Regions from separate parts of the Mus musculus genome. Here all the other regions are linked to region 5. The links are chromatin contacts, called in public HiCAR-type, HiChIP or PLAC-seq and promoter capture Hi-C maps. All regions are on one chromosome and are shown on one strand. Each heading gives the region's core, a stretch centred on a gene start, on an enhancer-like site or on the middle of the called end of the contact. The rest is flanking DNA. Distances are from core to core; before and after follow the strand shown.

Region 1 (2,712 bases), core at 192-2,691, 1.4 Mb after region 5:
CAACAGTAAATCAGCATCCCCTTTGTCTTAATTTGCTCTTTTACTTCCAAAGCCCGCACCTGGTGTCAATTACAAGACAATTATGAAACAGTTAACATTGATGTCTACTTTAAGAGTTGGGACGGCTAAGTTAAAACTCTCAAGAGACACATTCATTTTCTGAAAAGGGAAACGTCGTGCAAATGACAAAAGCTTTGTTCTCATTTTTCTGTATCTCAGTCTGAGTAGAGGTCACAGTGCATAGGACGTATGCCTTTACTTTTTCTTCTCCTTACTTAGCTCTGGCTGACCTATGTAGTTGAGATGAGCCTGAAACTAGGAGGGATCTGCCTGCCAATAGCTACCAAAGCAGGGATTAAAGGCATACCATCACGACCCAAACTTATTTTCTCTTCCTTGGCTCTATGTTGACAAACAGAACCCTTCGCAAACTTTAAGGACACTGCGATCACCTAAGGGACCTTGCCAAAAGTAAGTTCAAGCTCAGTGGGTGTAAGTGGGTCTGGGAATCTGAGATGTCCAACCAGCTTCCAGATGAGGATGCCAACGGGCAAGAAGTCTTGAAGCACGGAGTTAGAGACACGCGAGACATCAGTGTCTGGGCAGATGTCAGAAAGGTATTCCTTTTCTTATAGCTAAGAATCACCACTTAGTTAATAGAAGTATTTAGCCCTCACGTGCTAAGAGCTGCTGCGGGCACACACTTATCCTAAATCCTTAATGATTAAGCCGGGTTGAAAAGCAACTACCACTATCAAACGCCGAGACCCGATCTGGCTTCTCCTTGCAATTATAACTGTAACTCTTTTGGAATTGAATTACCGTCTCCAAGCCTCAGTTTCTTCAGGTAGCAGTTTTGAGCGGGTAACAGGGTGGGAAAAAAAAAAGGCAAGACAGTAAAATGTCTGGCAAGTACCATGCAAGCACAGAACTAACCCAGTGGGAAACTTCTACTGCAAGCGCTGAGGAGACAGTATCACCAAAGGAGCAGCTAAGTGCACAAATGCCCACCACCTGTGTACACGAGTTTCTCTTGAATGGAGGCCTGCGCGCAGAGGCTCGCAGATTTACAGAAAGAACGCCGCGACATGGACACCCGCTACTCGTAGGGCGGGCTGGCTGGTCAGAAGGAAGAGGAGAGAAGAGCACGTCCGGAGCCGTCCGAGGCAGCCCGCGGGATGCCGGCAGGAGGCGGGCGCAGCGGCCGGCCCGCGCAGCAGCGGCCCCTCGGCCCCACCTCGGCCCCGGCTACGTACCCTCCAGAGCTCCGGGCGTCCGGAGCCTGCCGCAGCATCAGAGCCGCACCCACCACGGCGGACAACGGGCGGCGAAGACCCCGAGCCACGGCCCGACTCAAAGAACCACAGGGCTGAGTCGCTGGCGGCGGAGGAGCTGCAGGCTCCGCGGTGACCCTGTCACCTCTGCTGGCTTTATTATCCCATTGGCTGAAAATGAAGCAACGTGAGGAAGGACACCCAACCAGAGGCGGGATGTTCTCAAACCTAGTAGCTCATTGGTGAGCTAGACCGGACCTATGAGGACCCAGAACACTGAATTGGAACCAAGGGCTCGCCGTCCACGGAGTGCTAAACAAATTTACAGCCATCGTGGCTCCGCGACTACAATTCCCAGGGTTCCCGCGGCAGGAAGGGCTTCTGCTTCTGTGTGCAGACACGCGAACAGAATAGTTTATCTTCAGCAAGTCTTCCAGGTCTGATAAAACAACCTGTAACCCTTCATCCACGTCTGTGCGTCTTTACCCAGAATCTTCGGACGTTTTTTTGTAGTTTTTACTATGAACGTCGACACTGTTTGGCCTCTCTGGATTTCGTTCATTTCTTTTCAGTGCTGCTTTCTAGCAAAGCGAGGGATGCGAAGTGCTTTTGTTGGGTTGGCCTAAGTGATTTGACATTGAAAAGAATTTTGTCTTTTCTCTTGTCAGAGACTTGTGTTAAGAGAGTTCTCCAGTTCATCATGAAGTTTTGTTAATGCTGTTTTCTATTTATCAAAGTAAAGACATACTTGTTTTATCGATACTAGTTACCGAGGAGTTGCTCTAGGTACGTTTTATTTTCCAAAGTATTTCTGAAATTGTTATCCAAGTCTCGCAGGCTAATCTGAAAATAATACATCCATCCACACTCCTTTTTGATCTTCGTTTCTACAATCTTATTCTGACGTGTTGCTCATACATTAAAGTTACAGGGACTTTGTTGTTATTCTTGTTACAAGGAATTTGAAAGGGCTTTAATTTGGAAAGGATGTGGAAGACACCACACCGGACTGTATTCTACGCTATTATCTCCAATATTTTGTAAGTGAATTTATAAACCAGACCGCCACGGCGGAATCTGAGCACTAAGTAGGTAAAGGCTGAAGGCAGACCATTTCAAGTTCAAGCCCAGTTTAGGCTAACTAAAGCTTCACAGAAACCTTGACTTAAAAAGAAAAAAAAAGAAGAAGAAGAAGAAGAACAAAAGAGTCCATCTCTTGAGTTTCTTAATGTTCCCGTGCTCTTGGTTATCTTATTATTAAAACCCAAAATGAAAACAAGTCCAAAGTAAAGCTTGGTAGAAAACAAGAACAAGACTCTAAATAACCATCTCACCTACAGGCAAAAGCCAGTCTGTGTGCTTTATTCACAAAGCCAAGACAGGGATTAGTGGTAAGAGAACATTGAGCCTAAATTAAAAACAGTGAATGTAGAAAGCA
Region 2 (2,860 bases), core at 238-2,737, 1.0 Mb before region 5:
CAAACAGATGAAGAAACTTCCTATCTCCGCCATGGGCTGAGGAGTGGCAACCTGGTGGCAACTTAAAATACAAACAACTAAAAAAGCTGACTTGTGAGGCAGAGAGACTGGTACAGAGAATGTACAAGATGCTTTTGTCAGAGACACTGTTTTTGGCCATTCAGGCCAACTCCTAATAGCTATAAAAGCTTGCGTACTATACCTGTATGCTATATTGTTAGATAATTTTAAGAGTCAAGATCACCAATCTTGGCAAGTCTTTTCATATTCATTGTAATTCTTGTCAATTAACTAATTGTGTAGATCCTAATTTAGATGAGGAATCTGCTGTTATGATTTTGCTTAAGAGACCTGGGTATGTTTTACTGCCTGTAGAGTTAGGAAATGATCCTTGGTTTGAGAATTCAGGATTGCAAGCTTTAAAAAGACTAAACAAACTTATTAGACCTAAGAAATTTGTAGCAGCGCTGATTTTAGGAATTAGTGCCTTAATTGCAATTTTAACTTCTTTTGCATTATCTACTACAGAATTAGTTCAGCAACTTCATACCGCTCATTTTGTTAATGATATGCATAAGAATATTTCTGTAGCCTTGTCAGAGCTGCATGTTATAGATAAAAAATTGGAAGTGAAGGTTAATACCCTAGAAGAAGTAGTGCTGGCAATAGGGCATGATATTGCAAATATTAAAACCAGGTTAGCTACTAAATGTCATGATTCTTTCCAATACATTTGTGTCACCCCCTTACCTTATAATACAACCATTGATTGGGAAAAGACTAAAGCTCATTTGCAGGTAGTATGGAGAGATACTGATATTTCTCATGACTTGGAACAGTTAAAGGCAGAAATTTCAGATATTAGTAAAAGTAATTTGGACACTTGGAACATTGATGAATTGGCTAGAGATTTAAAAAATAACTTAAGTGCATTGAACCCCCTGGATTGGGTTCAATATATAATCCTACATGTTATTATAATTGGCATTGTTTTATTAGTAATCGTTGTGTTTCCACTCATCTTTAGAGTGCTCCTGAGGTCTGTAGCTACAACCAGGCAGGACATCCTGGAACTTCAGCTGAAAAATAAAAAAAAAAAAAAAAAAAAAAGGAGAAATGCCACACCCTCTGGTCGGGTCTGCTTGACAGGCTGAAAGAGTCTGTAAGTACTCAATGAGGAAGCTCACCTCCTGGAGTTTTGGCGTTCTCATTTACCAATATACTCATTCTCTAGTCCCGAGTTAGTCTGGTATATGGATCTCCGAGCTCTCTTTTAATATTTTATTATAAATGCCTTTTAAGATTAAATTCTGTTATAATGAAGCCTCCTCATGGTTCCAAGGTCCCAGAAGCCTACAAGCTTGAAATCCGGCAGGAATGCAGAAAGGAAGTTACCTATTCAGTTACTAATTAAGCATTACAAAAGACAGAGCTAGTAGCTCAGAGATGGTCTGCAAAATATTTACCAAGGACAATAGCAATTCTCACGCAAACAAGGGAATAGTAGAGCTAAAGAATCCCACTGAGACAGAGATCTTCTCTACAGCTAGGTATAGTAAGCTTCACATAAGAAGCAAATTGGTATATTCTTCTGTAGACCCAGGACATAGGGTGTTGAGGTATTGCAGTATTCATGATAAGGTCTGCTAGTGCAGAACCCCTGGTAGTGGGTTTAACAATAGACTAGTTTACACCTGGCTCCCTTCTTTTGCAGCAGCAGCCTCATCCCCAGCTTCTTTTGATATATACATTCCTTTTGTATTGCATCACTGTAACTTGGTGGATTGTATTTTGCCTGGTTTCTTGTTATTTCTTTGGTATAAAAAGTTTGATGCTCTACCTGAAACAATACATTCAGATTCTACACAATCTCGAGTGTTGGTCTGTCTGGAAACCACTGACACTTTGCCCACCTGCCCCAGAGACCAGTTCCACGCAGACAAAGGGACCCTGAGGGTCTGCGGCATTCAGTATCTTTTCTTCTTTTGAGCATTTTTAAAAAATTGTTCACTCATTTAGTTTTCAAAACTGTAAAATGGCTTATGCTTGTCCCTTAGTGAAACCACTAAGATGATGTCCCATTGTCTCAGAACAAATAACAAACTCTTCACTGGGATCCTTATCTCTCAGCTGCTCCCTGGACATGTTACCCTGTGGTTGGACACATTTCTCTATCTCTTAGGCTCACTTTAACTGCTGTACCGTTGGTCTCAGATTAAAAATCACTTTCTCAATGAATATTCTCTAAATCTTTCATTTCAAATTGTGTATTTCTCACATTTTTTTTTAAATATGGTTCTACTTTTAATAGCCCATTACAACTCAGGATTTACCATTCTATGTAGCTCCTTGTTTATTTTTTCTAGTTTTCATTAGGTCCTTTCAGAGAAGTTTATTACTTCCTGCAGTATACACAACATACAATAACATTATTGGCATGTGGCAATTTAGTATTTCTTGAGTACGTAAAAGTATAGTGATTGAAATACTATTCGACAGATTGATTAGAGAAAATTAAGGGAGATTCTCAGCAAGAATTATCTAAAACAACCTATGAAATTATTGAAAACAACCTATGGAGTTAATTGAAAAGAAAAAAATGGAAACAGGATTTTGAATCCACAAAATATCCTAGATAATCATAAAGTTGTGGTAAAAACAAAACAAAACAAGCAAACACTGTTGTGTGTGATAGTTTGTTCAGAGTAGTAAAATAAATAAGTGCTAAGAGGAGAGAGAAGGAGGTGGTGGTGGCGGTAAAAAGAATTTAGATTTTCTTTAGCCCCTTGAGTGTGGGACCATCTCTGGGATGATAGTCTTGGTTCTATAAGAGAGCAGGCTGAGCAAGCCAGGGGAAACA
Region 3 (2,790 bases), core at 232-2,731, 1.4 Mb after region 5:
GAGAAACAATAATTTGTGATAAAATTACTCAGGTTTAAGTCACTGCACCTTCATCTAGATTGTCAAAAAGTTCAGGGCCACTCCAGGGCACTTGAGGGTAAAGCAAGGTGGGAAGGGAGGGAAGTTGTAAAGAAAAAATCAAATCAAATCAAAACAAAACAAAAAACAGGTTTTAAGCCATCTCCAACTGATGGGTGCTTTCAGATACCCTTCTTCTTAAACATAGACAATCACATAGGCCTGTGTGGTGGCAGGCAGCTGAGAGTCACCTGTGGGTCACACAGCTGGTGACCAGGGATCCTGAGGCAACTAATAGCTTAGCAGTAAATCCTACAAGTATCATTGGAATGGTCGCCCTGGTGTGTGGTCCCTACCAGTTCACTTCAGCAGCTTTTGTCTTTTCATCAGCCTTCAGACCAAGCACCCCTCCCTGAACTGCTCTCTCAGGCTTCTCTCTCCCAGCCTTGGTCACAGCCTGTCAGGCCCTTTTGTACTTAAAACGTTATAACACTTGGTCACATATATTAATTAACCTTGTTTTGATCTCCCTGCCTTTTGGTAGGCTTACTCAGGGTGTGGTTCAAGGCTTAAAAAACAAACAAACAAACAAACAAACCCCACCAACTTTGTACTGTCATAATGGGCTCCCAACGAGCCGTTGCTGAGTAACTGAATTGAAGCTCTAGGTGAAATCCAAAGCAGTAGCCAGGAGGAATTTAGGCCATCCAGGGTAAGAACACCAGCGCTCCAATGAGAGGGTAAGAGAGAAGGCGAAGTAGCAACAGCTGCTGCCCACTTCCCACCTCAACTCTTCCACCCTCTTCCAGGTTGTTTTGGACATAGGCTGGTCTTCAACTCTGGATCCTCCAGCCTCCAACTTCAAACTACTCGTTTTACATAGCAGGAGCCGCCACGCCCAGGTAGGAGCGGCCTCTTGAATTACTGATAGGCTTTCCCTCCATATTCACGTTTTATCGCACCCACACACACCACCGTGCTGCTTATAGCTAACTTGACACAGACTGATCGTATTTTCATGACTAGGTTATCTGAAATCTAGAATAACCCTTCATTAAAAACTACGCACACCAATTAGGCAGACTTTGAGGCGGGGGAACTGAAGGCAGGAAAAGTCTTCACTCCCTCTGAGCCGCGCCTTCCACTCCTCCAGAACATACGTCCGGGATTTGAGGCCCGAAACAGATCGCCCTGGCAGACAAAGTCCCCACAGAGCGTGGGTTGAGAAGGGCTCGACACAGGCTAGGCTAGGCTAGGCTAAGGACCTAGCTCCTTTCAGCGGGCACACATTTGAGACTTCACTCGGAATGTGGGTATTCCTACACCCAAAAGGGGCGAAGTTTACCAACAAAAATAACAGGGGCAGAAGCACCCAAGACAAAGCGCGGCACACTAGCAAGCACACGCCCCTTACTGGGCACCGCGCGTGCGCACAGAGCCCGGGACAGGTAGCCGGCGTGGCCGGCGAGCAGACACGCCTTCCGCCGGCCTCTCCTGAGCCCGCCCCCGGGCCTCAGCGAGCCGTTCACTGGTCAGCCTAGGCCGGGCCAGGGGCGGGGATTGGCTGATTGGCATAAGGTCCTGGGACAGCCAATCTGGAAGGCTGAGCAGCTGCGAAGGTGAGGGCTGCTGCGCAGCCGAGGTGAGTGGGGCCCGGGACAGAAAAGCGGTTGGCGGGGTGGGGAATGGCTACCACCCGGAGCTGAACGGTGGCGGGAGGCCGTGTTGTGGACAAGGGAGGGGACGGGGCGCGGCGCGGGAGGCCGGCGAGCGGGAGGGAGGCCGCGGAAGCCCGGAGCAGAGAGCAGCCCTCCGGCTCGCCCGCGCCTGGCCTGCTGAGCTCCGCGGGCCGCCGGCCTGGCTCCCATCCCCCGCAGTCGGCGTTGTGCCCTCGCTGGATCCGGGCTGAACGGGGCGGCCCACGGCGTTCAGCCTGTTCTACCTGGACCTACTTTCCTGTCATTGTCGGCTGGCAGCTCTGAACTTTCTAAGCGTGCGCAGTTTGCGTGTAGCCAGACTACAGAAACTTTGAGATCTGAAGTCAAACTTAACCAAACCTTTCTTTCCGCCTGATGGTTTGTTTTGTGATTGGTCTGATGTAACCTCTTCTGGCTTAAACCTCGTTTTGTGCTTGAGGATGGTCAATAGAAGTTCGGATCCTACCCCCTCCACCTCCCAACTACAGGATTTAAAGCTTGCTTCACCACATCCGGAAAAGAATATTAAGGAGTATTTCATGATACTTGGTAATTTAGCGTTCACTTTTTTGTTTGGTTTGGTTTTGAGACAGAGTTGTCTTCCTTACTCTAGGCTGGGGTGGAATGCACTATGTAGATTAGGTTGAGCTGCCTAAAACCTCCTGCCTCAGTCACCACGCCCGATTCCAGTCACCTTTTCCTAGTGTATGTAGTTGTTTTACATTACAATGACTTAGTCAAGGAAGTTGTGACACTTACTATCTTGTTACATGAAAGTAAGTTGTGTCCACATATATTGATCACATATATTGTACATACACAAAAATCATTTAAAAGGTAAAAATTATTTTTAAAAAGAAGGTAATAGAAATGGGTTTGCGATTATATACAACCGAGTTTGACTATAAAATGCTTACGAGCTAAGAAAAGTCTCAGTCACGATGTGCAGCTAACTCTCTATCAACACCCTAATCTTTGAATTGAAATGCAAGTCTAGTAACTGAAGAGGAAACTTAAGGGTTCTTTAGAAACTGTGTTGTACGGTGTTCTGCTGGGCTAAACACGTGAAGGAACA
Region 4 (2,723 bases), core at 72-2,571, 1.3 Mb before region 5:
TAAACTTTCATTGATATCTATTTGTAGAAGTGATTATCTAGAGCACACTGAGCAGTGAGTTAGGTCCTGTTTCTATGAGGAGTGTATATAGCCTTCGGCAGACTTGTTCATGAAAGTGGAGAAGTGAAGCTGCAGATGAATCACCATGCTCGGTCTCACACTCACCAGCAAAACGGGCTGGGAGCTCCCCAGCCCTTAGGTGAGTGGGGAAGGAGAAGCACACTTCAGCAGAATAACAGTGGTTGGGAGGAGGGGAGTCTCAAGTTCCTTTCTGCCTAGCCATGGAATGTCATGATGAAATCCCAGTTCAGTGTAGGATCCAGTAGGGAACATTGATTTTCAAATGTACCAACAGTATGAAGTAATTTATGATTACTGATAGAACCCTAATAAATATAACTAATGTCAGTGAATTCAAAGGCACACACACATACACACACACACACACACACACCTGTACACAGTCAGACACAGATACACACCTGTACACAACCAAACAGAGACATACACACCTGTACACAAACACACACACACACACACACACACACAGCTTTTTACTGCTCTATAATCCCATTGCTGACATAAAATCTTTTGTTTTGCTTCTCATGGAAACACAGTACTAGAAAAAATCAGTTTGTTTTCTTTTGTATACTTGCAGCTTCCTTCATTGTACTTTGAAAAAAAAAAGACACATATTTTACTTTCTACTTTTCTTAAAGAACAGAATTAGTTGGTTCGTATCTGCCAACATTTTTTGAAAGTATAGCTCAACAGATTCTTCTAGTACCAAGGAACACATAATTTATGAACAAATAAACTTTCGAAATATTGAATTCTTAGATATTTAATTCCCTAAGTGAAGCTTTAATAAGAAAAAGTGGTTTAGGAGCTGAAGGGGCCTGCAACCCTAGAGGTGGAACAACAATATGAACTAACCAGCACCCCCAGAGCTCTTGTCTCTAGCTGCATATGTAGCAGAAGATGGCCTAGTCGGCCATCATTGGGAAGAGAGGCCCTTTGGTCTTGCAAACTTTATATGCCCCAGTACTGGGGAAACACCAGGGCCAAGAAGTGGGAGTGGGTGGGTTGGGGAGCGGGGCGGGGTATAGGGGACTTTGGGGATAGCATTTGAAATGTAAATGAAGTAAATACCTAATAAAAAAATTGGAGGGAAAAAAAAAAAGGTTTTGAGGGCCTTCCTGACTGCATTACCCAAGAGCAGCCACAAGAGGGCGTGTGAGGAACACAATTGCCTTTAGAATTGGCTTCAGAAGCTACTGCATAACCGGGCAAAATGCATCTGCAACATCTTTGTCTTGTGACGTGGAGGACTTGAGACTGAAAACAATCGCTTGCATCGCTGTTTAACATGCTATCCACATGGAAATCGGAGGAAAGAAAAATTCTGAAGTTCCTGTGAGGTTACTTTGCTAGCTTCTCAAAGCGCCTCTGGGGATAATGAAGTCAGAAATGCTTTTGCTTATTTGATTTAGCTGGTATTTCTCCGTGCTAGAGACAAGGCTGCTCCAAAAATTAGGGTTTGAGTAGAATCATATTTCCGGACTTCAAAGAATTTGGCATAATGGTTTTGTTTTCCACTGACATATTTAAAGGAAGAAAAAAGGGAGAGGAGGCGGAGGGAGGACGAAAAGGAGGAGAAAGAGAAGAGGGAGGGGGAGGAGGAAGAGAAGGAAGAGGAGGAGGACAAACTCTACGATGACAATGACGATAAGCATTCTTGATATATTGATATATATATCAAACAAACAAACAACAACAAAAACCCCAAGCCCAGGTCTTCCCATCCATTCACATGTCACTATCCCAAGTGGGTGTGTCTCAGAATTGGAAAGCTCAGGAGCTTCACAGAAGGCCACATATTGATATCAAGAAGACAATCTTGGAAAAGAGGAGGACGATTGAATATGGAGACCCTATAGGGTAGTGGTTCTTAAATTCTGTTCTAAAACAGAGTCACTTGGCATACTTCTTTGTCCAGACACACATAGTAGACTCCACCATTACCGTCCACTCTGTGCAGCACATCTGAGATGAGGCCAGAGGATGCACAATTCTCTGAAGTCCTCAGGCAATGTTGATGCTTCAGATGGGGAAGCCACTTTGAGAACCACTCTTCTGGTGATTGCTCTAACATCTCCTTTACAATGCAGACCTGGGCCTGGGAATCTATAGGTCACAAATAACAATTCCAGTGTACTTCTCCATGAAACTGGGTCCTGAGCCATGTAACCTAGTAAACTGAAATTCTTTCATGTTCTCGCTGCCTTTAGACTGGATGCTTGTAAAAAAGAGATGTGTGAACTGAACAAAACCCTTAGATACCTCTTCTCTTTCCCAGAGTATTTCAAATCATGGGGTTTTCCTGAAAACAGTCAACTTATCCTGCTAACACCTGTATCTTTATTCTTAAATCTTAGTGCACTGAGTGTGAGCAGGTAAATGCATTATAAATGGATGCAGCTTGAACATCGTTTGTGGATTTTCTCCATTTCCAGAAGACCATGATAAGTTAGTTAACCTTTGTGTATATTCATTTTCTCATCTTCAAAATGGGAACAGTTGTTCAACTTTCCTTTCAAGGTGTGTGTGTGTGTGTGTGTGTGTGTGTGTGTGTGTGTGTGTGTGTATAGGCAAAATGAGTTACTACTTGAACTATAATCAGAGCACTGCTATACACATAGATATCTAAACAAATATTAGCT
Region 5 (2,700 bases), core at 37-2,536:
AAATTACTGACAATTCAAAGTTTTTTGTGGTAAGGGATTCTACAATTTCCCAGAAGATGGGAGCACTAGGAAGGAGAAAAACACTCCTAAGTATCTTCCTAGCAGTGGCCTTGGGGGAGGGGGGGGTGGCAGGTGAGTGAGAGAGGAAGGTGGCCTTGCCACCCCACCACCTTCATTGAGGTAGAGCAATGGCTTGGTCTGGATTCTTTCTGAAAGAGAAACTGCAGGAATGCAGAGTTGCTTTTTGCGCCCCAACCTACTTAAAGGAGTGGGAGCCAAACCCCTGCTCCCAACAACAAGCAGCATTTTCCTTATCAGAAGCCCTCTGGGACTCAGCAAGCTTGATAGGCTCTGGCTCTGATGTCCCATAAGGCCCACTCTGTGGCTGGAAGAAACATGATCAAAACCCATGGAACTCAGACTTCACTGACCACAGAGTCCTGCCTGGAAAAGTTGAAAACATTCTCCCGAGCAAGGCCTATTTGTAGAACTCCTCAACCTAGTGTCTGTATAGCAAATTCTGATCCTATTTCATATTAAGAACATACTTACGTTTTTATTTAGTCCAGCAGATTTTCCCAAATGACTTAATTTCTTCCTGAGGCAATTTTAAAAATTCAGAATATTATTGTTTTTTAAAAGGAAAGAAATAGAAAGGCTCTCATTTAGAGCACTGAGGGATGTTATCAGTGTGACCTTGACGTGTAAATGGAGAAGGCATGCTAGGTTTGAGTCCGAACTCTTGTCTTCTTGCGTATCTGAGATGTTCTCGGTCTGGCTAAGAACAGGGACATGAGGAGAGATTTGTTTTTAAAGGTTACCATTAGCGGTTCACTAGCTGAGGTTAGGAATTTTGTATTTTTATATTTCGTGAAATTCATGATTTAATTATACTCCTCAAACAAATTAAGGGCAGGCCTTCTACACAAATTGGAGGCAGCTAAATGCTCTTTTGTGCCTGCAGCTCTCGGATTGTTAAAGAGGCTGCTGATGCATGAGAAGAAGTGCCTGATTTAACTCATTGGGATGCAGGAAGCGACCTGCCCTCTTTTGAAAAAAAAGTGAGAGAGAGAGAGAGAGAGAGAGAGAGAGAGAGAGAGAGAGAACACTAGCTTTAGAAGAGCAAGAGGGTGAGTGACAGAGAGAGGAGAGGAGAGGAGAGGAGAGGAGAGGAGAGGAGAGGAGAGGAGAGGAGAGGAGAGGAGAGGAGAGGAGAGGAGAGGAGAGGAGAGGAGAGGAGAAATACAGGGGCAGGGGGTGTGTGCCAAACTCCTTCTTTGCTGAGTAGAAAGCTTCTGAATTTCAAGCAGAAAGTGGAAGGAGCTCCACAGAGCAATATCTTGGGCTGCGTGTGCAGAGCGTAGACAATGAAAATCTCCGCCCCCTCCCCCATGCTCTCAAGTCTTCAAGATTTTTTTCTTTCCTTCACAACGATGGAAGCTATGTAAAAATCAAATACACAGAGATGTATATACTTTTTTTTTTTTAAAGCACAGACTAACAAACCGAAGGACCTGACCATGGATTATTCAAGGACTCACCTGCTGTAAGTACTGTCTGTCTTTTCCTGGGTTTTTAAGCTCTGCTTCGCGCGGTGAACTGAGTGTTCCTATTGTGAGCAGAGTTGCTGCCTGTGTCTGTATGTTTTTATTTGTAGGGGCTTCCTGCATTGTTTTTGTTTTGTTTTGTTTTTCTGTACCTAAGCTGCAGCATTTTACCTAGGCTAGTAATAGAGTCCTGTTATTATGCTGTGGATTGTAGCAGTGGGCTGGGGGCAGGGGAGGCGCACAGATCAGGGTTTCCCGCGCTTTGAGCATCCTTAAGAGTTGCTGCCAGCTTAACATCCTCGCTGAAAGATTGGTTCCTGTCGCTCAAAGGGTAGGACTACGGAGCTACCGGACGAGCTCTGGGGACAGGATGGAGTCAAAAGGAGAGATCTTAGACTGGGAGATGATGGGCCTCCATCCCCACAACAACACACCTAGTTTAGAGCCCTCTGCTGCCCACCGCTAACACCCGTTGTCTTGGGAGGATTAACACGGCCCTGAGCGCTGCTTCTGGAACCGAGCCTTTCCTGCGTTTTTGTTTTGTTTTGTTTTGTTTTTAACTTAAACCTTAAAGCTGGGATCTTCTAGACATCAGGGCTAAGTGAGGATGCCTCTGTGTGTGTGTGTGTGTGTGTGTGTGTGTGTGTGTGTGTGTGTGTGTGTGTGTGTGTGTGACCAAACAATATAAATTGCCATTCGCGGAAGATATTTTCTAGCCTCTTGAAAATATGCAAGAATTCTGCGGCCCATGCTTCCTTTGTGTAGCAGGCAGCGCCAAGCGCTTTGTGCTTCGCAAGTAGAAAATGGCGAGTCCTATTGTGTTTAGGCCATTTTCTTCCGGTACAAGGATTTCCCAAGTTTTCAATACTTTGAGGGGCAGGAGCAAGAATCAGCCCTCTTATACCCAGAAAAGCAAAAGCGGAAGCGGCTATGGCTGGGCCCCTTGGCCCGGTGGGTATGGACCTTGCTTTGAAACCAAGGGTCTGTTTCCCTGCTGTCCAGATATTTGAATAGAAACAATTTGTACTGGTCGGTGCCCTTTAAAGATTTGTAGTTCTAGAGGGCATTAGATCATAAGTGTGTGGTTATACACATACATGAAAATAATACCTCTCCTCTGATAACCTGCAGAAAATGAAAACAAAACAAAACA

What was found. Promoter capture Hi-C pulls out the DNA fragments that hold promoters and counts their contacts. HiCAR-type assays count read pairs that join an accessible place to other places. HiChIP or PLAC-seq counts read pairs in DNA pulled down with a chosen protein or histone mark.
Region 1: a contact with region 5 is called in a HiCAR-type map of astrocytes, with 4 times the contacts expected there. The contact joins the promoter of Armc1 here to the promoter of Mir124-2hg in region 5. A contact is called at or near these places in 1 of 39 promoter capture datasets (embryonic stem cells) and 2 of 115 datasets of contacts at active chromatin or transcription factors (astrocytes and embryonic forebrain).
Region 2: an H3K4me3 HiChIP or PLAC-seq map of embryonic stem cells shows a contact between it and region 5, with 7 times the contacts expected there. The contact joins the enhancer-like site here to the promoter of Mir124-2hg in region 5. A contact is called at or near these places in 2 of 39 promoter capture datasets (hippocampal neurons and liver) and 5 of 115 datasets of contacts at active chromatin or transcription factors (embryonic forebrain, embryonic stem cells and stem cell-derived neural progenitor cells).
Region 3: a contact with region 5 is called in a promoter capture Hi-C map of hippocampal neurons, with 10 times the contacts expected there. The contact joins the promoter of Mtfr1 here to the promoter of Mir124-2hg in region 5. A contact is called at or near these places in 2 of 39 promoter capture datasets (embryonic stem cells and hippocampal neurons) and 1 of 115 datasets of contacts at active chromatin or transcription factors (astrocytes).
Region 4: an H3K4me3 HiChIP or PLAC-seq map of forebrain shows a contact between it and region 5, with 20 times the contacts expected there. The contact joins the enhancer-like site here to the promoter of Mir124-2hg in region 5. A contact is called at or near these places in 18 of 39 promoter capture datasets (the 3T3-L1 cell line, the C10 cell line, the HPC-7 cell line and 11 more), 1 of 15 datasets of contacts at CTCF or cohesin (stem cell-derived epiblast-like cells), 3 of 484 Hi-C or Micro-C datasets (the HPC-7 cell line, cranial neural crest and nephron progenitors) and 15 of 115 datasets of contacts at active chromatin or transcription factors (SST interneurons, VIP interneurons, differentiating embryonic stem cells and 10 more).

The regions. Positions count from the first base shown.
Region 1 is chr3:19,161,654-19,164,365 of GRCm38.p6, forward strand. Armc1 (armadillo repeat containing 1) reads right to left here and starts at 1,442. Exons shown (of 7, transcript NM_028840.3): 1 at 1,257-1,442.
Region 2 is chr3:16,750,839-16,753,698 of GRCm38.p6, forward strand. No RefSeq gene overlaps it. Among named protein-coding and RNA genes, the nearest start is that of Gm30223, 65 kb to the right of the region's middle. Within about 2 kb of position 1,488, at least 5 of the 459 cell types and tissues checked have an H3K27ac peak or open chromatin away from gene starts, as enhancers often do. A contact at or near this core is called in embryonic stem cells, where this site is marked.
Region 3 is chr3:19,186,629-19,189,418 of GRCm38.p6, forward strand. Mtfr1 (mitochondrial fission regulator 1) reads left to right here and starts at 1,482. Exons shown (of 8, transcript NM_026182.6): 1 at 1,482-1,660.
Region 4 is chr3:16,465,325-16,468,047 of GRCm38.p6, forward strand. No RefSeq gene overlaps it. Among named protein-coding and RNA genes, the nearest start is that of Ythdf3, 280 kb to the left of the region's middle. Within about 2 kb of position 1,322, at least 22 of the 459 cell types and tissues checked have an H3K27ac peak or open chromatin away from gene starts, as enhancers often do. A contact at or near this core is called in SST interneurons, embryonic basal ganglia, embryonic brain and 1 more, where this site is marked.
Region 5 is chr3:17,788,635-17,791,334 of GRCm38.p6, forward strand. Mir124-2hg (Mir124-2 host gene (non-protein coding)) reads left to right here and starts at 1,287. Exons shown (of 3, transcript NR_033490.1): 1 at 1,287-1,546.